Regions from separate parts of the Rattus norvegicus genome. Here region 2 is linked to region 1. Evidence: chromatin contacts called from public HiChIP or PLAC-seq data. All regions are on one chromosome and are shown on one strand. The core of a region is the stretch at or near the end of the contact, and the rest is flanking DNA. Distances in the headings are between cores, read along the strand shown. Region 1 holds the start of Tubb5 (tubulin, beta 5 class I). Region 2 holds the start of Ddr1 (discoidin domain receptor tyrosine kinase 1).

Region 1 (6,977 bases), core at 1,581-4,080:
GACCTGCTGGGTGAGTTCAGGCACAGTGAGGGCCCGGTACTGCTGGCTTCCACGGCTGGTGAGAGGGGCAAAGCCAGGCATAAAGAAGTGGAGACGCGGGAAGGGCACCATGTTGACAGCCAGCTTCCGAAGGTCGGCGTTCAGCTGGCCCGGGAAACGGAGGCAGGTGGTGACACCGCTCATGGTGGCAGAGACGAGATGGTTCAGGTCTCCGTAGGTTGGCGTGGTGAGCTTAAGGGTACGGAAGCAGATGTCGTAGAGGGCCTCGTTGTCAATGCAGTAGGTCTCATCTGTGTTCTCTACCAACTGGTGGACGGACAGGGTGGCGTTGTAGGGCTCAACCACGGTGTCAGACACTTTGGGTGAGGGCACCACGCTAAAGGTGTTCATGATGCGGTCGGGGTATTCTTCTCGAATCTTGCTGATGAGCAGGGTGCCCATGCCAGAGCCCGTGCCTCCACCCAGCGAATGGGTCAGCTGAAAGCCTTGCAGGCAGTCACAGCTCTCCGCCTCCTTCCGCACCACATCCAAGACAGAGTCAACCAGCTCAGCTCCCTCTGTGTAGTGACCCTTAGCCCAGTTGTTGCCTGCCCCAGACTGACCTGGAATGTAATAAGGGGGAAAAATTTAAAAAGCCTAATCACATATGAGAGAAACACAATACTTCTTAATCTTTCAACGTTTGAAATAATCCCACTGGGGGACACATGGGAATCCGTTCCACATAACTCACCAAAAACAAAGTTGTCCGGTCTGAAGATCTGGCCAAAAGGACCTGAGCGAACGGAGTCCATAGTCCCGGGTTCTAGATCCACTAAGATAGCTCGAGGGACATACTTGCCACCTACAAGTATTCAAGATGTTCGATCAGCGATGAAATAGCTCAAATTTGGGGTGGAGAAATCAGCCACATATCACTAAAGTTGTCATTCCAGGCACTACCACCTGGTGGCAGTAGAGCCAACCTTCAGCCCCATAAGGTGTGTGTGTAAGGGGGGAAAAATGGGAGTCTCACAGAGGGGTAACTGATACCCAAGTGTGGGAAAACAGGGTGGTGATGCTGCCTTTAAACCCAACACTTGGAAGGTAGACCGATCTATGTGAGTTCCAGGGCGGCCAGTGATGAATGGGGTCCCTGTCTCAATAGGGGGGCACGCAGAAGAATCGGGATTTCTTCCCTCACCTGTAGCTTCATTGTAGTACACAGAGATTCGGTCCAGCTGCAAGTCGCTGTCTCCGTGGTAGGTGCCGGTGGGGTCGATGCCGTGTTCATCGCTTATCACCTCCCAGAACTGCATAAGGAAGAGAGCAGTGAGGCCTCAATGGCTCAAGTCCTAAGGGATGCCGCCCGCCCCTCATTTCGATTCCAGACATGCTCAAACGAAGCTGTGGTGCAGACACTGCAATTCCGTTATCTGCTTGCGGAACCCTCTACCGAGGAGCCTACGCCCCGGAAGGTTACAACCTTAGTGGATAGGACGGATGACTGGCGATTCAAAGGGCCGGGGACTGTAAGCATCTACATGGGCGGATTGGCGCCCACCTTCTTGGCTCAGCACCTAGGTTTGGTTCCTGAAGCCAGGCACCGCCCTTCCTGGCCAGCACAAAAGAGGGTTGGGGGAGAAAGGTGCGGCCACTGCAGTCGCCCACCCCTTACGCGCTCCACGTGACTGCGGTGGCGGGCCGCTCCTCCAGCAAACCACAAAGGCGGGAGCAGTGCGGGCGGGGCCTAGCTCGAGGGGCGGGGCCAGTGCGCCCCCGCGGGCCCGGGCCGCATTGTCCCTGCGCGCCAGGGGCTCCAGCCCCGCCCCCAAGAGGGTCCCACCCTTCGGCTGCAATGTAGCGGCCGCACTTCCTCCCTCCCCCTCCCCCGCTACAGGGCAATTGCCCGCAAACGGGGGGAAAATTTTTAAAAACCCCATGGCCTCCGATCTTTATTCCCTTCCTTCTTTCTCTCTCCTTAATCTCCCCGACAGTCTCTCACATACTTGAAAAGCTCACACTTTCTGTCCGCTCACACCCTAAGACCTCTTTTAAGGGCAATGAAAAGTAAAAGTAGTGCCCTACATAGAATCATAATCTAAAAAAAGCCTTGGGAAGGCGGGTTCTATGGAGTATCCAAGCCTTTGTTGAGGTAATGCGCACCGGGGCATCTCTGCAGCTGCCCGCCAAACCTCGCCCCTTCCCCCTCCATTCTGTTCCAGTAGGGCCCTCCAGGCGGGGTGGGGGTGGCGCAAGGGGAAAACCTCGCCTCGGCTTTGTCTCGGATCGTTTCCGCATCCCTCCTGTCCTCGGACCGTTAGAAAACCCCTTTTAATACCAGTTCTTTAGAGTCCCCCAGCCTCTCCTTTTCCCCGAACTCAAAAGCGTCTCTTAATAGCTTTCCGAAGATGTGCCAAGAAAAACATTTTCTCAATATTAGAACGCTAGCTACAAATATGGGTTATATTTATACGTACAAAACTTTGAGGGGCCAAATCTGACGAGCGGAGAATGCAAACGCCCCGTTAGCATTGCTCACGATTAACACAGATATCTCATCCTTACATATTTCATCTAAAATTATAAAATTCTTACCTTAGCACCGATCTGGTTGCCACACTGTCCGGCCTGGATGTGCACGATTTCCCTCATGGCTACGGTTTACTGTAATAATCTTTTTTTGATGGTCCCAATGTAGGTACCGAGCAAAAGAAGATAATTAAGGATTTTTGGTTTTTTTCTTCTGGGCTGGTCTCAGACTGATAGGATGGAACGTAGCCCCGGAGGCTGCTGCAGAGAGATGCGAGCACGACCGCAGGAAGGTTCTAAGAGGCAGAAGAGGCCGGCGAGCGCAGGAGGGAAGGCGCGCAGGGCGGGGCGCGCGTTCGCGCGGCCGGGGGCGGGAGATGGGCGGGCGCCTCGGGTTGCAGACAAAGCCTACCCAACCAGTCGCTGATTAGACCAGCGGATCACGTGCCAGACGGCCATTGGTCTCTGAGCCAGTGGCGAGCGCAGTCCTTTTTGGGAGTTGTAGTTCTCTATTGTCCACGCTGCAAAAAGAAGTTAAAGATGGGTGGGTACTGTGGGAGGATTAGGGGGTATCGCGTGTGTGTGTGTGTGTGTGTGTGTGTGTGTGTGTGTGTGTGTGTGTGTGTGTGTGTGTGTGTGTGTGTGTGTGTGTGTGTGATTTTATTTTATTTTTCATGAAAAATGACCTCTCGATTCCTAGCCTCTATTCCTGAGAGAGGATTTTGTACGAAAAGAGGTTTGGGGAAATATAGTAATTAGATGAGATCTGAGGTGCCTGAGTTGGAAGGTGGGTTGGGCACGCCCTGCCAGCTGCCCACCGCAGAAGGTCTGGGAAGGCCAGACTGCACAGCTCAGCGGAAAATCCTGAGAACTGTGTGCTCCTTCCCTGATACACAGTGTCTAGTTCTTTGTGATCCCAAGACAGGAATGAAAGAATTGCCCTTCTGTTTCCATGGGAGGTGTCTCAGGGGTTTTCAAAAGAGAAACAAAATTGCAAGGATCATGGAGAATCTGCATGGAGCTGATGTCCCAAAAGAATGGAGGTGTGTGTAAAATCTCTGGGAGATTCGGGCCTTTAGACACTGAAGACATCCTGGTCATCTTGTCAGTATAGACTGGAGTGGACAGACTAAGAGAATGCTAGTCTTTATATAGTGCCTCCATCTCAGACACTTGCAAGGGCTTTTGTTTGTTTCTTTTTGTTTTGTTTTGTTTTGTTGGTTTTTTTGTTGTGTTTTGTTTTCCAGTTAGTTGATTTTATTCATTAGGTGAGTCTGTGGCAATGTCCTGGAACTGAGAGGGAAGATGGGAATTGAATGGGCCCAAGTCAGAGCTCGTAAGCTTTTCTTTCCAGGGTTTTGAAAAATACTAAGTATCCTCAAACCTTTAAGGAGATACAAAATGATTCATTAGAATAAGAGCAGGAGTGGTTCACACGGTTAATCCCAGAATCCTGACTAGAAGGCAAGAGAAGTTCAAGGTCAGCTTGGGCTACCTAGAGACTACCTGGACAACCTGAGGCACAGCTTTAGGTTTAATCTCTAAGTGAACAAATAGAAAGGAAAAATTAGATTGTGCCTGCCCTACCTCCCAAACAATAGAGAGGTGGAGGCAGAAAGATACTTGCACTTTGGAGGCTAACCTGATCGACAAAACAAGAGCCTGTCTTGGACACAAAACATATTTGGGGCCAGAGAGATGGCTCAGCAATTAAGAGCATTTATTGTTCTCAGAACAGGTTCAATTCCCATCGCCCACATAGAAACTCTCCACCATCCATAACTCCAGGTCCAGGGGACTCAACATCCTCTTCTGTACTCTGCAGGTTTGTGGTACACAAAAATACATCCAAGCAAGCCACTAATACACATAAATAAATGCCTCTTTTAAAAAAGAGAAAAAAACAAAACAAAGGAAAGGAAAGGGTCTGGTAAGCAGTATCTACAATCATGTAAGCCAGGTGTGTTGGCCCAGATAGGAAGGAGGATCCCTGTGAGTTCAAGGCTAACCTTGTAAGTTAGTTCTAGGCAGAGGTACATAGTGAGCCCCCTTCTCTGGCTTAAAGAAGAAAATGAATCAAAGACATGCATCAACATATAGCTCAAGTCATCTTTTAAATAAAAGAACATTTTTAAGTTGCATTAGTACCCTTTTATCATTAAAAATACGGTATTCCGACTTTGGCTATGCTAACAATGGAAGCGAGTGTTTTATGCTACTTGAATGTTTCATTTACTGTAGGAACATGGGTAAGCCATCCAACTTAAAGCTTCAAACGTCTGGCGATTTATTGTGGATATGTTGAGAAAACCAATGGGAGAGAACTCTAAACTATACAAGCCACCTTCCAGGAATACGTTCATGCTTTATTATAATGAAATAAATTATTTTATTTTGCCTTTCTCCTCTTTTGAAAGATGACGACAGTTTTGCGGTTCTAGCAAAACAGTTTGCTTTATTTAGGATCTTCCATTTAGGAAGATGCCCTCAAAATGTCCGTCATTTTATACATTCATATATACATACATATAAGTGGAAGAAAAGAGAAGTAAGCAATCCCAATCAAAAGGAAATAAAATCCCTCTGCAATGGAGAGTTCTAAAGTGCCACGCCTACGGGCTGTTTTCCAATCTGCAGACTCCCGCCACGACTGCAGCCCGCAACCCCTCATTTCTCCTGAGTCAGCTGGCGCCATTTCTGGGATGACCGAGAAGGGCGCTCTGGCCTTGGAATGACTTCTATGATAGGGCCCTTCTAGCCGCCGCCAGCAACTGGCGCCAGACTCTCTGGTAGGCGTTTGGAAATCTGCGCGGGAAGCATTCCGTTGGTCCAGGGCGCTACCCAATCGCGGCGCAGGGTTCTCAGGCCACACCCCTTGATTGTCGGCGTTTCCTTCAGCCTGTTTCCCGCCGGTAGCCACACTTTTAAGCTGTGAGGGGGCGAGGCGGGGGCGGGGCTTTCTACTTGGGCTTTGAATCAATCGGCGCGCTTTCAGTAGTAAAAGACAGTTCCAGGAGCCAATCAGCCAACCCACTCTCTTCCGGGATTCGCACTCCCGCCACTCGGGTAGCGGCCGTTACTGGTGGCGCGCGCGCGGATTCAGTCGGTGAGTTCGGCCGCCCGCGCCCCGGTTACCATCTTTGATTCCTCCTGAGGGCGGGAGGGGCGTGCCTTAGGTGTCACTGGGCGGAGGTAATTTGGGTTGCGGTTTTAGATTTTTTTTTATGCTGATCCTTGACTGGCGCCCTGGCCCATTTGATGACACGGAAACATTAGGCCACGAGGGAACAAACTCCAGCGTGAGCATCAAAGATGGTTGCCCTTCAATTGGAGCGAAGGGTCGTAGGCGTCGACTGGGTTGACAGGACGGAGTTTACTTCTTGGGGTACACACTACTTTCCCTGTCAGCGGTCTCTCCATGTGTGACATCTTTATAGGTAAAACCCACCCATGCAATTTTGAATTTCTGTCTCTAATTTCAGTAACTCTGGCGGTGTAGCTGCCGTGAGAGCAGGATTCATTTTGAGGATGTATGCCCAAATACCTGAACCGTACCAGGTGTGCATAATTACTGTAGAGCAGATAAGACGGATCCCAGAGTAGGGGAGGTGGGCATTTAGATGCAATTCCACCGGAGAGAGATGTCGAAGACATAGGGTCTTGCCAAGGATCTAGTTTAATTCTGTTAACTTAGCAGATACGAGAAAACATTAGGGGTGATTTAGAAAGGTTCCTTAACCCATCTTATGTTGTCGTTTCTCATCTGAAAAAAAAAAAGAACAACAAAAACAAACAAACAAAAAAAAACAGCCCTACCCTTACAGGGTACTTCTTCCCAAGAATAAATGAGTCAGTCAACCTAATGTGTTAAAATAGTGTTTAACATATAAACGCCTTATTATATGTTAGCTTCTCTGCTTCTTTGCCCTTCAAGCTGAGGTTTGCTGATGAGAGTGCATAAAATAGGGGCTTTGTGACTCTTTATTTCTATTTACATGCTGTGTTATTCTGAGCAAATGAATTTTTGGAGGTATTACCTCCTGGTCTCATTTGGCTATTATGCCTGATACAAGACAGTACTCAACAGTGGATGGTGAAATCAATTAGGGAGTGGTAAAAAGGCTTTTACAAATTAGAACATGTGTAAGACTCTAAGTTTGATCCTCACTAGTTTTCTTCTGTGTGTGTCAGGTTAGAAAAAAAAAAAAACAGGATAGGAAAACAGTATTTTCTAAAGATTTATTTTATTTATTTATCTTCTAAAGTGAATACACTGTCCCATCAGATCCTATTACAGATGGTTGTGAGCCATGTGGTTGCTGGGATTTGAACTCAGGACCTCTGGAAGAGCAGTCAGTGCTCTTAACTGCTGAGCCATCTTTCCAGCCCCAGAAACAGTATATTTCACATACCACTGTTTCTCAAAACCCATACCTCACACAGGTGAGTGCATGGTTCCAAGGAGG
Region 2 (6,977 bases), core at 2,518-5,017, 130 kb before region 1:
TTCAGAGGTGTTCAAGGTCAGCCACAGCCCCATTCTAAAGTTTGAAACAGGGCTGGAGAGATGGCTCAGTGGTTAAGAGCACTGGCTGCTCTTCCAAAGGTCCTGAGTTCAATTCCCAGCAACCACATGGTGGCTCACAGCCATCTGTAATGAGATCCAATGCCGTCTTCTGGTGTGTCTGAAGACAGCTACAGTGTACTTACATATAAGAAATAAATTTTAAACAACAACAACAAAAAAATTCTTTCATTAAAAAAAAAAAAAAAAGGTTTGAAACAGCCTGGGATACATGGTATCCAAAAACCCAAAGCCAACAACAGGAAAAGAAGAAGGGGGTGGGGGGACTGGAGAGATGGTTCAGTGGTCAAGAGCACTGACTACTCTTCCAGAGGTCCTGAGTTCAAATCCCAGCAACCACATGGTGGCTCACGACCATCTGTAATGGGATCTGATGCCCTCTTCTGGTGTGTCTAAAGTCAGCTACAGTGTACTCACATACATTAAATAAATAAATTAAAAAAAAAAAAAGAAACAAAGGAGAAAAATCCAGGTTCAGTTCCTAGCATCCACACTGTGGCTCACAACCATCCATACCTCCAATTCTAGGGAATACAATGACTTCATCTAAGCTCCATGGGTGCCAGGCACAGGTACATGTGCATGCACACACACACACACACACACACACACACACACACTACACAAAACACTCATAAACATAAAATGAAAATACACAAGTAATTGCTTTTACATGACTCTGACTTGGCACGTGTTGGTCATACCACTGCTGAAGACAAAGAGCCAGACTCGGAAGTCCGGGAACTATTCCGCCCGTGAAAGCAAAGTGTAAACAAACCCCTGTTTGCTCACACTCTCATGGGCACATCTGGGGGACCGTGCCACGGAACACAAACAGGGAGGGCAAGAGAGGGTGGAGCACATGCAGACAGAGAAAGACAGACGATAACTGTTAGTTCTATGAAAACTCGTGGGGGCAGTACCATGCGTTTATGTACAGCCATGTGACATACTAAACCAATATAAAAACCCACTCTGGTTTCCAAAACATAAAGACGTCCTAGAAGTTTAGTTGGTTTACTGAGGAAAACACAAGAGAATGAAGCATCAGCTAAGCCGGGGCCCCTCAGCCCTCAAAACCTACAACCTAAGGACAAGACTCCATCATCGCCAATCTTGCTCTCCTCTATGGGTGAACCTCTGTGGTAGCTAGACCAGCGGCTGGACGTCTTCTCAGAACTTGGCTTGCTGTTTCCCTGAAGATTGAGATGTTTTCTCTGTTGCCTCTGGGGTGCAGGCAGTTTACCCTCCCCAAAACCACCCCAGATGAAGTCTCCATATAAATGCAGAGGTCTGCTGGCCTCTGTCCTCAGAACACCTGGCAATGCCTGAATTCTGAAGGTCCTGGAATCCTTTGGGACACTGCCCCTCTCACACCCCTGCCACCAGGTCCCCTCAGTTCCCCTTGCCCTGCCTCTAACATCTCCTCACTCCAAGTTCCAACTTACCCAAGGTAGCAGAAGAGCCCAGGGCTGAGAGGACTGAGTTGCCTTGGAGGTGAGGGCAGGCTTAAACTATAGGGAGGCTGGGTCACCCCAGGAGGTAGGAGGAGTTGGGGGTAGACTCCCCCAGCCCTTTGTCCTCCTCCAGCTGCTCCCACAATGCTCTAGGGCAGGAATGTAAGAGGAGGCAGCTGAAAAACCCCATCACTGAAGCAGCAGCTGAGGGGAGCTGACTGGGTGGCTAGAGGGAGAGCCTAGAACCCAAGAGGCATCACCACCAGTCCCTTGGGGATACAGCCCTGCAGTGCAGAGGGGCAAGCCGTTGGGACTGGAAAGTCTGGCAGGGAGTTCCTGGGTGCTACTCTCCACCCCCACCACTAGAAACAGCAGGGCCCTTGTTCCCCTGAGTAACCTTCATGCCTATCCCAGATGACTCATCAGAGACAGACAGTGCTGAGAGGAGCCTGGGGCTGAGATACAAAGCCAGGCAGGGACAGGAGGCGTGGAAGGGAGGAGGGGGGAAGACAGAGCAGAACACAAAGCCAGAGGTAAATAGAGCAGGCTTGAGAGCAGGGCGCAGGGCCAAGTGCAGGATCTGCAGAGACTTGCTGACAAGGTCTGGGGCAACCCCTTTCTCCTCGTCCCCTAGGTCTTGAATCCCACAATCAATCAGACAGGCTCGGGAGAACCACCTCAATGGCCCTCCTGCACCTGGCCCTTCTTCAACCAATTACAAACCAAGCATCAGGACGCTTTGCCTGGGGCCCTTCCTTCTCCTCTCCTAAACCCATCTCCCAATCCCAGCTCTAGACACATACATACCCACAGGGGTGGAGTAAGACTTAAACCCACAGTAAACACTCAATGTACTGTGCTCACACACCTCTAGCGTCTAACAGCCTCTCACATACATTTCCCCTTTCCTTTTTACCTTCTGACCCCCGTATATCCTACTGGCCTGTGTCCCACCAAGACCTGCTCACACACAATTCCTATTCACTCCATACAGATCTCGGCATCTTCTGTGTGTGCATTTGATTACTTTGTGTTGATTTGTGTGTGTGTGGGGTTGGGGAAGGGGGAGTTAATTGTTTGGGTTTTGTTGTCTCACTATGTAGCCCTGGCTGGCCTGGAACTCAAAGATGCTCCTGCCTCTGCCACCCGAGGGTTGGGACTAAAGACATGTACTCCTACAGCAGGATGGTTGGTCTCTTGAGACAAGGTCTCAAGTTCAACTACGATGCCAAGGAAGGCTGACCTTCAGTTCTTGATCTCATCTCCCAGAGACTGATTACAGGTATGTGTGCCACACACCCTGAGGTAATCTATAAAGTCAGATCTCACCATGTGGCGAATTACTAAACGGCAGACTCAAGCTCCTGTGATCAGAAGACAATGTGAGACACACGCAGGCCCTGAGGTACAAGATCCCCAGAGAACTGAGGCACCCCCCCCCCAAACATCCAGGGCGACTGAGCCAGAGGGAAGCCAAGGGCAGGTGGGGACAGGTGGGACTCGGATGGGAAGAACAGCAAGAAAAACAAGGGCTATTCCTCCACTTTCTCAAGCATTCTACTGTATGCGACCTGTCCCTATAATGCCACATGGGTCTGGACACACCTCCATCCTTCTCAACCAGTCAGTCGTAGGTCAACCGGGCGGTGGCTGGGAGGGGGGGGGGTACTGAAAAGGAATGCCCAGCCAGAAAGGGACCCTGGGAGCTTTGCTCATTGGGCGGTGACCTGTCTCTTGGCACAACCCGGCAAACACCGAGCGTGGCTGGTCTGGTAGGTTGGGCGTCAGGCTGGCTCCCTCTGGCCTGGGCAGCTTAACCGAGCATGTCCGTAAGCATGGCACCCGGGGTGGGGGGTGGGGGCGAGAGGATGACTCAGTGGGCTACATATGCGCACCTGTCCTCTTGGGGCTCGGTTCTCCCTTCGCCCAAGAAAAGAGAGGTCTTCTCTCTCTTTTTGAAATACTTTCTCGGAAAGTCGGGGCCCTCTGCTTTGGATGAGGAGTCAAAATCCCGAGGCAGCGAGCTTAACTGGAGTTTCCCAACCCGCGCCCCCTGCCTCTTGCACGTCCCCGCCTTGGTCCCTACCTCTCCTGGCTCTCCCGGGCCGACCCAGGCGTCCGGCCCCGGCTCGGGGCCTCCTCGGTGGCGGGGCGCGAGAGGGGAGCTCAGGCGCCGGCGGGGCTCGGGTGTCGGGAGGCGGCTCCCGCGAGCAGCTGTCGGGGGCCTGTTCCGGGGAGAGGAGCCAGCGCGGGGCCGGATCGCGCCCAGGCGCCGCCTCCCCGCGCCCGTCCCCCGCCGGTACTCCCGCCCCGGCGCCCGCGCTCCCACGCCCGGCGCCGCCCCTCGCTCCTCTCCTGGTGCCGTGCCCGCCCCGCGTTTGCCCCCCGGTGCGTAGCCTCCCCTAGGTGATCCGCACGCCCATCCCCCGCCGCCCCGATGCTGGGGTACAGCAGCACCATCAGGGGCCTAACTGCAGCCCCCCTAAGGCCCGGGGATGGGGGGAGTTGGCGCCTTCCCTCCTCCCCTTTTTCTGGGCTCGGTTCCTGGAGAGAGGGAGAGAAGCGCGGAGAGGCAGCCCCAGGGCACGAAGGAAGGAGCGGGTTCCCACAAGCCCAGCACCGGAGCGAGAGCTGGAGGCCGGCTGGGGGAAGGGAGCCGGACTCACCTGTCTAGTCAGACCCTCTTGGTTCACACCCCACCCCATTTGTCACCGTTTGACACACACCTCTCCTGCGAATCCCAACCTAGATTATTGCTCCCTTTGCCCGCGCGCGCCCGGAGTCTGAGAGCCGGTCACACTCTTTTAGTTCCCAACTTTTTTCTGTTCTTTCAGAACCTCTCCCTAGCTCGGCAGCTCCCTCCTGTCTTCTCAGGAGCCCTGAGATCCAAACCCCCAAGCCCCCAAGCTCTGGGTTCCCCCTGGGATCCCTGCTCCATCCAGGCTAGCTCTGGAGTCTTTCTCAGGCAAGCCTCCCTCAGTCCCAGCCAGCTCGGTCCCTGGTGGAAGCCGCAGAGTGGCTTCTGGCAAAGAGAGGCGCAAAATGGAGCCAAGTCGAGGTGGGGGTGGAGGAGGAAGATAGATAGGCGCCCTGAAAAATAAGACAGGAACGCAAGGCCCAGGGGTACAAAGAGACAATGAAAGGAGAGAGCTGCTGAGCCATGGAGGCAGGAAAGAACGACCACAGAGCTTGTGCGAGAGGTGTTCCGTCTCCATTCAGCACCACCTGTCAGTCCTACCTCTCTCCAAACCCCCCCAAACCTACCAAGCCCCCCGATAATGTCAGGCCACAGTAAAGTCTCCAGTCTCACAACCTGGTTGAAACACATCTCAACTGATTCAAAACTCACACCCAAAAGCATTTCCAGAGAGTCCCAAGAAAAACACGAAGTCCAAGCTAGACAAGTACACAAAAACCTACCAGGAAGATAAGCTGCCCCTACGGAGAAGCCAAGACAGGCTTGGTCTCCAGTTTATAAACCCAGGGACGCTCCAGCTGCTGAAGGACCTGCTAATAGCTCCCATGGTCACTGGGAGAAATGCCTGAGACCTTTCCACCGAGACCTTAGGGGACCACCCCCCAAATCACCTACCCCTCTGCAGACAGCGATGGGAAATCTGGGTCCTGCAGAGGCTGGCCGGGGCGTGGAGGCTGGCTGGGGGGTGGGGCCAAGGTTTCCCAGTAACCTCACCTGCGCTGGTGACAGCCCCTCCTCCCAGGAGGGCCGCTCTGGGGAAGACCCGGACGAGCGAAGCTTCAGCTCCTCACACCCTGTGGGACATTCCACGGCCCAGACTCAAACAGCCCCATGAAAGGTCCATGAAAGGTGTGGAAGAAACTAGAGTCTTGAAGCCTTTGACCCTTTCTCATTCTCCCAGGAAACATTCCTAGTCGGTGATGCCCACCTCGTCCCAGACCAGGGCTGGAGGAGTAGGAGGGACGCAGGGCTGGGGCCCAGCGGAGTCAAGTGACAGCAGAAAAGGAGCTGGAGCCGGCTGGAATGTGCTGCTTGGAGCCCAGATTCCCAGGGGCCAGAGAGGGAAATCCCAGTCATCTGTGGCTCCTCAGCCCGCTGCTCCTCTCCGGGGCCCCCCATTGTACCCTAGAACCAGGGAAGGTCTCTCTACTTCTCCCTCATGCACACTCTAACCATGCTGGACCCTTTTCTGCAAGTCCGGGGAAGAAAAGGCAAAAACGGCCGGGGGTGGGGGAGGGATGTGAGGAGAGGCACGTAGGAGAAATAAGAGCTCAGACCCAAGGCCTGCAGACCACCCGGCCATTGCAGGGAAGCAGGACAGAACCAGTGAAAGGAGACTGGACCACATGGACCCACCCTCACCACCCCCAACACACACTAGCTCCAGTTCCTGGCCCTGAGATGCAGCTTCCTCTAGGGGAGCAGGTTGGGTCAGCAGCTGGGGAGAGTGGGAAACCTCTGGTGGGGGCAGGGTAAGGAGCTGGAAGAGACCCTGGCCATAGGTCATACTTTAAAGCCACCGAGTTCAAATGGGAAAATGAGGCCTGGGGTGTGATAGAAAAGGAAGAGATGACTTAAATCCGGGACAGAAAAAAGAAAAAAAATGAGGCCGATTAGCTGGGCATAGTCTGGGGAAAGAATGGAGGACGGTGCACCCCCCAGGAGGGAGGTTGATGGTCACATAGAGACAGAACAACGTGGGAGGGGGACAAACGTCTGGGACGCAGAGGTGGGAGGAGAGTTATGAAGGGAGATGGTGCCCAAGTAAGTGTGGGAGGGATACAGGGACTCTGTAAGAGAGGGAAGTTTGGGCAGGGAAGCTGACCCAACACGGAAGGAGAGCAAAAGCTGAGAAGGTAGGTAACGGGAAAAGAACAAAACAAAACAAAACAAAACAAAACAGAGAGAGGCGGTTGGAACGAAATTGATTATGAAGGTATGGACTGAGGCATGGAGGCACGGAGACTGAAAGAAAGAAAAAGTTACTGGGGTGTGGGGGCAGACTTAGGAAGGAAGGACAACTTCAAGACAGAGAGAAAGGCGGAAGATAGAATTAAACCTGTCACCAGGCTAAAGGCCACCAAGGCCCCGCCCTCACTCTGGTCAACCTGTTCCCACATAGGGCCTCCATCCTTCTCCCCTCCCACCAAGGCCTACCTGGTTCCTCCCCACAAAGGTAACCCAGCCCCAAGGCCTGCTCCGGCTCTCTCCCAGGTGAGCTCTAACTTCCGCTCACCTCCAGATTCTCTCGAGTTTCAGTCTCCCTAGGCACAAGCCTTTGGGGATCCAGGTCTGAGGCCGATGAAGCCTCCCGGCTTTGTCCAAGCTCCAGCCTCGGGGGCCCAAGAGCAGCTGCCCTGGCCAGCTGCGGCTGGCTTCAAGGTGACCATGGCAACCCAGCTCTACTCCCCTCTCTGAGCCTCTCAGCCCCCGCAGAGAGGGAGGGGACAGCCTAACCCAGAGAA

What was found. HiChIP or PLAC-seq counts read pairs in DNA pulled down with a chosen protein or histone mark.
Region 2: a contact with region 1 is called in an H3K27ac HiChIP or PLAC-seq map of oligodendrocytes, with 4 times the contacts expected there. The contact joins the promoter of Ddr1 here to the promoter of Tubb5 in region 1.

The regions. Positions count from the first base shown.
Region 1 is chr20:2,913,430-2,920,406 of GRCr8, reverse strand. Tubb5 (tubulin, beta 5 class I) reads right to left here and starts at 2,830. Exons shown (of 4, transcript NM_173102.2): 1 at 2,578-2,830; 2 at 1,184-1,292; 3 at 734-844; 4 at 1-602. The coding sequence starts at 2,634. Mdc1 (mediator of DNA damage checkpoint 1) reads left to right here and starts at 5,447. Exons shown (of 17, transcript NM_001166275.1): 1 at 5,447-5,617.
Region 2 is chr20:3,047,196-3,054,172 of GRCr8, reverse strand. It overlaps Ddr1 (discoidin domain receptor tyrosine kinase 1), which reads right to left and starts at 3,767. Exons shown (of 18, transcript NM_013137.2): 1 at 3,622-3,767.